Regions from separate parts of the Mus musculus genome. Here region 1 is linked to region 2. A link is a contact called in public Hi-C data. All regions are on one chromosome and are shown on one strand. Each heading gives the region's core, a stretch centred on a gene start, on an enhancer-like site or on the middle of the called end of the contact. The rest is flanking DNA. Distances are from core to core; before and after follow the strand shown. Region 1 overlaps Slit3 (slit guidance ligand 3). Region 2 overlaps Slit3 (slit guidance ligand 3).

Region 1 (6,384 bases), core at 3,307-5,806, 390 kb before region 2:
CATATTCAGCACCAGGCACCTCTATGCTGGACCATTTGGTCTGCTCCTCTGAAAACCTGGGCTCTGGAGTGGAGTGGACTGGAGCTGAGTCTAGGCAGGCAGCTACATGCCGTAAGGAAATGACTGGTCCTTGTTGACCTTGTTTTTATGTCCCATGAAATAGGAGTGAGGTAGAGTATGACTAATCCAGGAATTCAAAGTACAATGACACATTTGGGTGCTGATACACCAGAAGTGGAAAAAAATTCTACCCTTGACTTCAGGTCATGGTCCAAATGAGGGTATAGTAAAAATGCCTTCAATGACAGCCTATGTATATATATAAACCAGGTTAATTTCATTATTAGATTTGGGTTCTGTTTCCTAGATATCTTTGAGTGTGACTGTGTGTGAGAGCATGTGTGTGAGAGAGTGTGTGTGAGTGTGTGTGTGTATGGTGTATGCCACAGTGCAATTGTGGAGGTTAGTGGATAACATTGTGGAGTTAGTCCTTTTATCCCTCCTTTACAATGTGGTGGTTTGAATACATTTGGCTCCCAGGTGTTTAAACGCTTGGCACATGGGAGTGACACTATTAGGAGGTGTGGCTTTACTGAAATAGGCATGGCCTTGTTGGAGGAAGTGTGTTACTGTGTAAGTGGACTTTGAGGCTTCCTATGCTCAGGTTCTGCCCAGTGAGGAAGAGACTCTCTTCCTAGTTGCCTGCATAGGGCAGTCTCCTCCTGGCTGCCTGCAGAGGGCAGTCCCCTCCTGGCTGCCTGCAGAGGGCAGTCCCCTCCTGGCTGCCTGCAGAGGGCAGTCCCCTCCTGGCGGCCTGCAGAGGGCAGTCTCCTCCTGGCAGCCTTTGGATCAAGATACAGAGATCTCAACTCCTCAAGCACCATGTCTACCTGCTTCCCGCCATGATGATAATGAACTGAACCTCTGAAACTGTAAGCCAGCCCCAACTAATGTCCTTTATAAGACTTGCCTTGGTTATAGTGTCTCTTGGCACCAACGGATATCCTAAGATCCATGGGTTCTGGATATCCAAGTTATGTCACTACATTTGTGTGGTAAGTGCCTTTGCCCATGGAGTTAACTCAGTGGCCCGTCTCTTACTGGGACCTGAGTCTTGACCACTTGTCTAGGCAGGCTGATCAACAAGCTCTAACCATATGACTGCCTCTGATGCCCAGTTCTGAGATGATAAGTTAGCATCATGATGCCTGGCTTTGTCATGGGTTCTGGGACCCACACTCAGGTCTTCAGCCCCAAGATAGTTTAGTATGCACATGCAAGTATTATAAGATCCAGAAACATCTGAAATCTGAGATGCTTCTGGTCTCAAGCATTTCATATAAGGGATGCTTAATCTCTATTTGCCCCAAGCGGAATGAATTACCATTGTAAATCACATTACTTTCAAGGTACCTCTTAGGCGATGCAGCCCCGTAAGAAAGTGGCAGTGATGACCATGACTAGGGTCTGAGGCAGGGCTGGGTATGCTAGATAGTTCAGGGATACATGCATGCATGATAGTGGTACTATAGAGATAATTATGAAGAGAAGAATAAGAGAACCTCAAAAAGGATCCAATGGGACCCCCACCCCACCCCCGCCAGCCCTGGCCTGTATACTCTGATGTTCTTGCAAAGTAACACTTGGCTTAGGCAGAATCCCCATTCCCATCCCTATACCAAGGGTGGTGTGGTATGTAGGATCTCATTTAGACCTTCCGGCTGAGCCCAGAGATCTAGGAGGTATTTCCACTGCTTGAAAACATGGTAATTGGGACTTCGGATGACGATTTCTGTCACTTACACATCCGTGAAAAGCAATCACCATTTCCAACGTGTGTCTAATTAGCCCAATTCAATTCTCTTCTGCTGCATTTTGTTCAAATCTACTCGAACCGGGATGTTCTTTTGTCCTCTTCCCTCTGTTCTCCATCCCACCCTATGTCCCCTCTCTGACAGAATCTGGGCTAGTGGCTTCCTTTAAACGAGCCTAGGAGCAGCTCCCTCACTGGAATCTCTGCGTCGTCAGATGGGGTGTGGGGCCACTCAGGGACCTTGTTATTCAAAGTGTGGTCCTTGGACTAGTAGCCTGGGCAGCCCCTGGGAGCTTGTTATATACACCATCTCAGGCCTGACCCCAGCTCTCAGAAATCAGAGCCGACATCTTAATAAGATTCCTGGGTGCATACAGGCTTGGGAAGTCCTTCTTGGAGGCACTGAACATGTGCGTGAAGCCCAGTGGTAGAGAAAAAAAATCAGGTATATTTTATTTTTTTAAAATTCCAGAATAGTGGCAAGATTGTTAGCCACGTGGCATGTTTGCTGACCCTGGCACTGGGGTAGGCGAAGGGCACATGCGATGCGTTTTTAGCCTTGTTACAGCTAGGCTGGAGGGCTCGAGAGTTTCCTTTTACAGGTGGAAGGGCAAGGTTTAGGGAGAGCCAGTCACTAGGGTAGACCAGGCTGGGTTCTGTTTTTAGCTTTGTGCTAAGGTTCGGTGCTTTGTAAGTGGTAGAGCGTGGGTAAGCCCTAGCATTTACAAATCTTAGTTGACCTTTCAAATGAGGATAAAGACTGATGTCTCTGGATGATTAAGCATGCTGAGATAATACAGTCCAATTACTTCATTCAAGCCTTGCAGAAGACCAACAGCAATGGCATCCTTAGACAACTCTGGTTTCCCAAGGCAGTGTAGCAACATATATGAAAATCCTTGACACTTGTGAACCGAGTTCCAAATAAAAAGCAGCAGTGTACCATAGGCTAATCTCACTCTCCAGTATGAGGGATGGAGCAGCTTGCAAGAGGGAAGGTAAAGATGGGGATGTGTCAGCTTATCACGTACTTCCCATACAGTGGGTCCTCTCCTAGGTATACTGCACACATCACTGACCACACATCAATTTCTCCCAACCTGTGGGATGTGTCCTGGTGTCGGGGATGAGAAGGCTGAGGTGAAGTCACTGGTCATGGACAACGCTGCAATCCACACATGCGTCTCTGTAATTCCAGAGCCTGAGACTCCTTCCCCTCCACTGAACACATATGCACAGGGCTCACTGGATCTGCAGTTGAGCAATCTCTGTGCTTGGACTCTAGGCTACACTTAAGGCTTAGGGACAGATGGTTTAAAAAGGAGTCCTTGGGCTTTCTTGTTCCAGGCCCATAGGTGGCACTCTGACACCATCTGCTAACAGCCAGACAGAAGCGCAGAAAGCCACCAGGTAGCTGTCCCCTGGAAACTGCCTTTCAAGCCTGTCACTGTCCAAGCCCAGTCCCTGAGGACGGATGCAGATGCTGTATCCCTGACACTCAGCCTGTGCATGTGGTGCACAAGATGGGCTACGGGATACCCTGGACTCTTGGCTTGTCCAGAGCATTCAGATCCCATGGATAAGCATTGAGTCGCACCTTGTGGACCCCAGTGAGTCACTGGCTATCTGGGAACCTCTTCAGGGTAAAGGACGTTGGCATTTGGCCTGTATAGCAATAGCCTTGAGTTTTAGTCTCAAATCTATGGAAGCCTGGTTTCTAGTCTTATAAAAGAGGCCTTCTTCATAGGTTTGCTAGGAGAAAGAGTGAGCCAGACACCAAGCATAGAGCCTGACTCAGTCTGCAGGGGGACAGTGTAACACTTGTGGATTGTGCGGGGGCGGGGGGGGGGGTAAAGGTTGTCTTGGAAGTAGCCTGGATTTCTGATAGAATGGATGGGAGAACCTGGTAGTCTCCATCTTTCTGTTGGGTTTGCCAACTATGTGGGTGGCCTTGGAAGCCCCAGATCATTGAGTCTTTGAGTCCCTAATCCCCTTATTCTCTGAAATAGCAGCCAGGATACTGGGTTCAAGGGCTGACTTTTCCCAGAGAGCATTTTGTAATTGCCTGGTTTGTAATCTCCCTGTGACTCACAAACAAAACAAAACAAACAAACAAACAAACCCCCACACAGGTAGCATTTCTATCTCAGCATCCCTGTTAAGATTCCATAGGCCCTGCCTGGTAGGCAATATGGAGGAGACTAGGGATGTTGTTGGCAAATGTCACTTGGCAGGGGTAGGTCACAGTGAATTGTAGTTATCCAGGCTACATTACACAGCATCAGCTGCACAGGGCCTCTCCCTGCAGCCAGGACAATGGAAGAGCCTGGGCACGAGTGGTGGGCGGAGCCTCCCACCTTACCTTGTAGCTGTAGGGGCAGGTGCAGCGGTACTGCTCCACGGGATCCTGACTGCAAGTGCCGTTGTTCTTGCACGGGCTAGAGAGGCAGGCGTTGCACTTGGCCACGATGTTAATGTCCACTGGCCCTGAGTAACAAAACCAGAGAGTGGGTGGCAGCTCTCTGAGCAGGGCACCTCCCCTCACTTCCCCTCTGCTCCGGCTCCCTCCCATGTCTGGGCCCAGAGGGCCGCTGGCTCTCTTGAGGCTGTACATCCTTCTGGAGAGAGTCCCATTAATTCAACGACTGTCCAGTGAGTAAGAATCACAGCGGGACATCATACAGAAGCACTCTGCAGTCAAATCAATTACTGTAATTAGCCTGATCCGATTTGGGTGCTAATCTGCAAACAGTGCACCATAATTAGAACCCTCCTGCGTATCTTCTATTCCAGGAAGTTCGCAGCACAGGCTCTGTGTCGACCTTCTCCTCCTTTGCCCCTGCCAAGCCATTTCCCATAGAATAGCCAAGGAGGGATGCCAAGGCACACACATGGAAGGGCCTTTCTTCAAGACCTTAGGGGTGATGATGTCATACAGAAAGATGCTGATGGGAGCTCTTTGCGTTTGTCATCCATGGAAATGATAACTGCATCTTTTTTTTTTTTTTGGTAAGGTCATGGTCCCCACATAGAGATTTGCATAAAGGGATTATGTCTACTGCTGTAGATAGCTTTGAGCATGAGTTATGGAGACATATAAAGCATACACACACACACACACACACACACACACACACACACACACACACACACACACACACATATATATATATATATATATATATATATATATATATATGCTCTATTTAATATCAGAACTTTAACTAGCTTGGAGCTAACAGTCTTCAACCTGTAGATGGGTTGAGAGTCACTCTGATGAATGACCGTTTGTAGGTAGATGAACAGATTGGCCCCAGGGAGCTCTGAAACCAATAGGTCCAACTTGGGCTCACATCAGAATGAGAGCAACCACCTGCCCGTGCTTGCCTCTGACTGAGGGGTTCCTGGGACACAGAGATTTCTCTTGACACACAAGGACAAGTCAGAACCAGTCTAAATCCTATGCCTAGACTGTAACTCTAGATCCAGAGATTGCTGGACCCAGAACCAATGTTATTTTTCAAGCACTGCGAATCCAAGCCAACTTTATATGTGAGGCAGTTCTACCCAGTTTCAACCCCTGCCCTTGAGTAGGGATTTTTAAACTTCTGCAGGTGATTCCTGTCGAGATTGAGCACCACTATTTCAGGGCTATTTGAGTCCCTCTAGTATCAGATCAGATGTCTCAGAAGCAGGAAGTAGAAAGTTAAAATTAGCTTTAAATCAATGGAATGTTTTCTGCTTTCAGCAGCCACATGGGACACTCTGCGCAGTTTGAAAGGGAAAATAAAAACTGAACATTGAGATTCTCAGAGATGAGCAAAGGGCACTAACAGACGAATGCTCAATGCAGATTCAAGATAGATTCTGAAATTACATTCAGGATGCTTCAAAATTAAGGGCAGATAAAATAGAGGTGATACTCTGCCTATAAAGTAAGACAAAGGAACCTGGTTCTCTAAGAAAAAGACACTCAGGGGGCACCGATGAGAGCCGGAGCCCATTACCAGCCATTTTAGAAATCGATTCTGCAAACTGTTTGAAGACAACGTATTTATAGGGTATCATTGGAGACTCTGACTCTTATCTAAGGATACAATGTTAAACAGAGAAACATCTTCATGCATTCACTGTAAGAGGGAAAATGGAAACACTGGAGATTTTTCACCCAAGAAATAGTTAAGTAGGCTGTGATGGAAGACAGCAGGGCTGTGAGGGTCAGAAGCTCATGTTCTAGAGGTAGGGAGAGTCGGGGTCCTATTGTTGTGTTCTTATGAATTAGTTTGGGATACAGATGTGGCTCAGTGGGAGAGCAAGGTTCTGGGTTTGACCCTCAACCCAAGTGAGGAGAGACTGTTCAACCTCTTTAAGGCTTAGCTGCTCTAAATATTTAACAGGAGGGCATTATAGACATCTACCCATAAAAATGTTGGAGAGTTAATCTGACACAAAAAATTAAATAATATGTTAATATGTTAAATAAGTAATATGTTAATATGTTAAATAAAACGATGAATAAAAACACATCTAACATAGACCCTGTCATATAAACACTTAGGAGTGGATAGTTA
Region 2 (6,287 bases), core at 2,823-5,322:
GGAAGGGGGTGCTTTACCACCCCGAGGGAGCCCACCTGCTCTTAGGAGCTACGGGGCTATGACACCTCAGCTTCCCTGATTTCATTTGTTCGCAGCAGCTTGAAGTTCAAAGCCATCTACTATCCGATGACCATAGCAGTCACCCCTGCCTCCTAAAATACTCTTCTCGGCTGCCTACCTGCTCAGATCATCCTCTGGCTCCTGGCCTGCACTGAGATTGTCCAACTCAGCTCCTAAGGCAGCTAGTTCTGTTTTCCCTGCACTCTGGTCTAGAGTCCTGAGCTTTTCCAAGCTTTCTTTGTTACAAGGATTCACCAAGCTGCCATTAACACATATATTTTTTAATCCACAGCACGTGTGTGTGTGTGTGTGTGTGTGTGTATGTGTGTGTGTGTGTGCAAGTTGAGGTCAGAGGTCAACCACAGATGCTGTGCCTCATGGCTGTCTACTTTGTTTTTTGATAAGGTTTCTCACTTCGATCTAGGGTTCATCACTGCCTGGCCTATGAACCCCCTAAGTTCTCCTATCTTCATCTCACCAGTAATGGAATTATAAGCACGCACAACCACACCCCACTTTCAAGCATGAGGACCAATGTGTAATCCCAGAAACATGTCTTTTCCCATTTTTATTATTTTAATTGAGACAAGGTTCCTCCGTGCAATAGCTCTGGCTGTCCTGGAACTCACTTTGTAGACCAGGGTGTGCTGGAACTCACAGAGATCCACCTGCCTCTGCCTCCTGAGTGCTGGGATTAAAGACATGGACTATTATCATGCCCTGTTTTTTTTTTTTTAAATGACCTTTCCATATTGCAGAATCTTAGCATTGTCATTTACTAGCTGGTGACCTTGGATGAGTGGGTTAGCTTCCTTAGTCTTCTGGTCTGTAAAGTGGATATGACCGTCTTTTCTTTGGAGAGCCACTTCCAGCCAACATAGAAGACTACTGGACTCAGTGCCTGACTTAGAGGACTTGTTCCACAAAAGCCCACCACTGGCATCATCACCCGCTGCAGTCAAGCGTCTGGAGAAGACAGCTCTGCCATGTCTTTACGAGCTTCATCTCGAATGGCCTGGCTCAGGGCCATTATTAAAGGCAAAATATACCTGTGACCAGAAAGGTAGACCTCTCACCAGACATGTGGCAAGCCCTGGGCATGAAAGGCTGGTTGAGGATTTGGTGTGTAACAGGCTTGTGACAAGCAAACACTTATTACCTAAGTAGACATTTGATAACAGTTTGTACAGTGTGTGGTGTTAGCACAGCCAGGCAGTTCATCCAGTCCATGACTAACACCGACTTCAAACATCGTTGAAGTACCTGGCCTCTTCACTTCTCTCTAAGGTAGCTTTAGTAACACTAGGCTGAGGGCTGATACCCTCCTGCTATTAGAAAGAGGGGGTCTTGAATAACCTGCCCTAGGTGTTCACTGTCCCTGGTCCTTGGGTTTCTTAAGAGCTGGAGTCTCCCTCCTTTATCACACCAGACACCTAATGTCGTGAAAGTAAAGGAGAATGTCTTTCTCTTTCCTTTTCTGTCTTCTGCAGGGATGCCACTTCTAAAGCTTAAAGGAAGTCCCCCGTGCTTCTTGGAGAAAGAGTTCCCATAAATATACCCCTGTTTAGTTCAGCAGGTCAAGGGAGTGTGCCGCAGCTTGAGAAAGCACCCTGCTCCAGCTGCACTCCCCTTCCACAGAGCTCCAAGTAGGGAGGATTCAAGGCTCTCTGGGATGCTATTGTTCACGTTCAGGGTCAGAACTGTTCAGGCCTGTTTTGTTGCTGAAAAACCCTAGTGGATTCTAGAAAAACAGAGCCAGCTCCTGGAGCGGCGCTCAAGTCGTATTTAACCAATTTAACTTTGCAAACTGCTCCAACCACACAGCACATGCTCAGGCCGCTGCCCCGCGTCTCTCTTTAAAAGGCCGGAGAGGAAATAAAAATGAATGATGACAAACTGTCCACATGGGTAGAAAAACAGAATAGCCCGAACGCTCCAGGGCAGGAACTGACACAATTTAATTAACTATTTGGAATAAACACACTTGGCCCTGCAAGTGAGGCCCTTTGTTTGCTCTCACAAAATAATGCACTTAATAAGCCCGAGATGAGACTTTCTGGAGATTAATTAAATGCAAGACCTTGGTTTGAAATGTTAGGAGTGGCCGAGAAGGTGAAGCATTTGCCTTGCACATTGTTCGGGAGACGTTGTCATCTCACATACAGAGTCCCCGACCTTGGTTAAGTGTGGTATGAAAATCGTTCCTAATTGTGATTTGGCACTGATGCTCTCTATAAAATGTGTATTTGTGAAATAGCCTAATGAATGTTTAACAAGGAGTCGCAGTGGATAAAATTTAAAGAGTGGCAGCAGTAGAGCTGACGTATTTAATTATAACCTGGAAGTTGGAAGCTGTTCTCTAAGAAGTAATGGCGTGTGTGACTGGCAATTTCATGTAAAAAAAAAAAATCAAAATAATCACAACATGTGCTATTTGTTGAAAAGCCATTATATCCGGGCCTGATGCTCAGTACACGTCAAACCCTCACAGAAGTCCTGCAAAGGAGCAGCCCCAGTCTCCTCCCACAGTGGAGGAAACCGAGTCGGAGAGGTAAATTGTCTGAAGTGACGGAGGTGGCCTGGAAGGCAGACCTTTCTCACTGTAAAGTTCATGACTCCCAGCTACCTATCACAGAAGAAACACAGCTGGGGCGGTTCTAATCACATGCTAGTTGCATGATAAATTAAGAGGAAATGATACCAGCAAATTTTATTTGATTGCTTATAGAAAGGCATTCTGTAGGCAGTGATTGTTTGGGGAGCAAAACAATTGCACGTGCTCTTGTTAGACGAAAGCACCCAGACTGACCTTAAATGCAAGAACACACCATGGAATTTCGTCTTCCTGAGCTAAGTCTCTGTGATTAATTCCGGCTTCCAAATTCTGTCCCTGTCATCTGCCTGATCCAAGCTGCACTCAGGTTTTTGTCCTCTGAGGGTCCTGCAATTATTGGTCACCAAAAGACACAGACCCCAGAGACCCCCAGGCACTCTCTAGTGGCTATCTAGGAAATGAGGTGCTGAAAGGGGCAACTGAGTACCTCGTGTTGTGGGTGGCTCTCATGGTCGTGCCAGAGGGACAAGGTCTGATGCCAGAGTCAGGAGCGATCAAGAGCCCAGATTATGGAAATCAGCTTTTCAAATCTGCTTATATGAGAGTGTCATGACTAGGGCAGTCTTGGGGAAATAAATGTCCTTAACAATCAAATTCCAGCTCACTCTTCCCTGCAGAGCCAGGACTGACCAAAGTTAGGCAGCCCTGACTCACCGAGAATCTAAGTTGTGGGCGTGAAGGATGCGGCGCAGCACCAACTAGCTACAGCCCGCAGGACGACCCCACTTTGGTTGGTGCCTTGACTTAAAACATCAGAGGCTGTGTGTTAAGTGCTGTAACCATGCACTGAGTTTCATCCCAGTTTATCCCTGTTTTGCAGATGAAGAAGCTCTAAGTGATAACGTCGCTTGCCCCAGGTTACTGAGTCAGCTCAATGGCAAATTAAACTCTTTGTTGTGCAACATCTGCCCATGTGGAACTATGTACAGATGTTCATCGACGTGGGATATGAGAGTCACAAACGCACAAATTGTTGCTTTTGACTTCAGGAAGATCTCTGCAAATTAGCCAGTTTTTTTTTTCTCCTTCTGACTTTCACACCACTCCCTCCCATATCCAGAACCTCAAAGTTAATTACTATTCCAGACACTCTGCAGCAGAGATAAACATCAGAGCCCCCTCCTTGCGAGCCTGCCATTATGATCTGGTCCAGGCTTGGCCCACAAATAGCTAATGAGGTTAAATATAAAATAAGATAAGGGTAAGGCTGAGAGGCTGTGCAGGTTCTCAGAGACAAGCAGATGACACTTGGGTCTAAACAGAGTTCTAAATAAGGAAAAGAAAATGGCCTCAGCCTCAAAAGGGAGACAAGGAACAGTTCCCCCATCCAGCTGCATGTGTCTTCCCCACCCCACTGCCTCACAGAGGGATGTCTGGACCTGGAATGCAATAGCAGCATCCTTCCCTTTTGTGGGACCATGGAGTTCAGAAAGGAAAGGGCTGACTTAGCAGTCAGGCAGCCTGGCCTGTTCTGGGTCATTATTAAAGCTCCATGACCTTGAAGAAAAGCTCCTATCTCCAGCCTCAGTTCCATTACCATCTACCAACAGTGAAGAGCATCTAGCACTGGCTCAGTGATATAAAGGACTACTTTGCATGTACCTTTGGGAACCAGAGAATCAAACGCATGCTCCTGGTGCTGGAAACATCAACTGTAATGAACTCCTCAGCAATCTAGAGAGAACAGAGCTCAACCTTTTTGTGTCCCCCCCCCCCCCAGGAGAGATTCCTAAGCTCTCTGCAGCTGGACATCTGGATCAGAGTGATCCAGAGCAGGAAAACCCCCTTCCACAACACGAAACTCTGAGCTTGGAAGCCAGGTGGCAGGTCAGGAGTAGAGTGGGGAGCGAGGGAGAGGCTAAGTATGAAGGACGCTAGGGTCAACGCTTACACAGAAGCAGCAATCACTCTTCGACTTCCACTAAGCAAGGCTCCACTCCTGGCTTTCTTGCTGTACAGTCATTAACCGCATCATTTGCAGGCCATCACAGCCTGGGGTGTGCTGCCCTCCAGTTTGTGTGGTTCCCTTTTTGCCTTTCTCTGGGAGCAAGCCCCAGCTCTCTCTTCTGAGCCATCCCTGGGCTGCGGAGCACTGTGAGGACAGGGTTCTGATGGCCTAGCTCCCTAAGGGCACTATCACAGGGAGCTGCTTTCATAACCAGCCTATGGTAACAGCTCTGACGGAAGGAAAATGGATACAGGGACAACCCTCTTGGCAGGGGCCCAGAGGATCTGTGAGAGGTCAGAGACTAAGACCTGAGCACCTTGTCAGCGCTGGCTGCCCATTCACGTGGCGTCCGTGTCGCTTTCTTGGGAACTTTATTCAGTCAGATGTCAGGGTCATTCGCCACTCACATCCCAGGGTCGTGAGAAGAGCAAGACAGTGTTCAGGTACAGTCCTGGGGCTCTTCTGCCAGGTACCACAGTGTGAGCAGTTCTCGGGAGAGAGCTGGTGGGGCAAAGTGGTTAATGGAATACTCTGTAGGCACCTAGCTGTGAACTCACATCATGCTCCTGCCTAGTGACCTTGTTTCATCCTTCTATGACTCAGTTTCCTCATCATAGAATCTGAGAGCAGACACTCTGAGAAGTTTTGCTTTTGCTTTTGCTTTTGAGACAGGATCATAGGCCCCAGCCCTAGCTAGCTTGGTATGCTCCATTTAGGTTAGGCTGCCTCAGATTCATGTCAATCTTCCTGCCTCAGCCTTCTAAGGTCTGGGATTACATGCGTGTACCACTTCACTCAGCTCTCAGGGTGGTGTCTGAAGAGCAATGGAGAAAAAGCTGTGTGAAACTTAGGGGAAGATGGGATCCCAGTTCTCGCGGCGGCGGCCATTGTTTGTCGCTGACACAGGTCAGCCTTGGCAATGCAAGCCAAGGGAAGCTGAGAGCTTATGGTAGAAAGAACCCCAGGCTGAACTCAGGGGACCTTCGCTCCAATGCCTGCTTATACATTGCAATTGTGTAAAGTCATCAGTCAAAAGAAAAATTATATTAACAGACGCAAAAGCCACCTTTCTCATGGCTCAGGGAGCAAATGCCTGGTGAGGGTGGAGGGGAACGCTCTGTCTGTCAGTGTATGCGACTAATTCAGCTCTGACAGAACTATGTGCACCATAGAACGCTGAAGATCAAAACACTTAAGAAAGGAAGGAAGGGGGGAGGGAGGGAGGGGGAGAGGGAGGGAAGGAGGGAGGGAAGGAAAGAAGGAAAAAGATAGATTGGTTTCTGAATGGGATTTGACTTTTGTGAGTGGTTTTGAAGACATGGGCCTGTGGTAGGGCCTGTTCTCAGGATACAGCTCTTGGGGATGACTTCATTTGCGGGGGTAGGGGTGTGAGGGGCAGTGATTTTGACTATATAGTCAAAAATATTTCTCTTTGTCTTGCGTGCTATATTCACAAACATAAAGTATTTCCATTTCTTTCTCTGATATTGTGAGTGTCTGAGTCTCGGGTTTCATGGAGGCAGTGGGAGGGGCCATGGTTGCCTCCATCCTTCACAGGCAAAAAGAGAGAGAGAGAGAGAGAAGGCTACTCCCACCAGCCCCAGAGAGAGGATCCAAAGAGGGCCACTCCCACATTAGCATGGGTTTGCTGTGAACCATTCCCGG

The links. Hi-C and Micro-C count contacts between places; a contact is called where the count stands out from the background.
Region 1: a contact with region 2 is called in a Hi-C map of the N1E-115 cell line, with 4 times the contacts expected there. The contact joins two enhancer-like sites. A contact is called at or near these places in 1 of 15 datasets of contacts at CTCF or cohesin (embryonic stem cells) and 3 of 484 Hi-C or Micro-C datasets (the N1E-115 cell line, cerebral cortex and embryonic stem cells).

The regions. Positions count from the first base shown.
Region 1 is chr11:35,661,978-35,668,361 of GRCm38.p6, reverse strand. Slit3 (slit guidance ligand 3) reads right to left here. Exons shown (of 36, transcript NM_011412.3): 26 at 4,176-4,300. All of the region lies in intron 2 of Gm46278 (a long non-coding RNA gene), which reads left to right. Among named protein-coding and RNA genes, the nearest start is that of Gm46278, 11 kb to the left of the region's middle. Within about 2 kb of position 4,556, at least 7 of the 459 cell types and tissues checked have an H3K27ac peak or open chromatin away from gene starts, as enhancers often do. A contact at or near this core is called in the N1E-115 cell line, where this site is marked.
Region 2 is chr11:35,269,211-35,275,497 of GRCm38.p6, reverse strand. All of the region lies in intron 4 of Slit3 (slit guidance ligand 3), which reads right to left. Among named protein-coding and RNA genes, the nearest start is that of Gm46277, 16 kb to the left of the region's middle. Within about 2 kb of position 4,072, at least 8 of the 459 cell types and tissues checked have an H3K27ac peak or open chromatin away from gene starts, as enhancers often do. A contact at or near this core is called in the N1E-115 cell line, where this site is marked.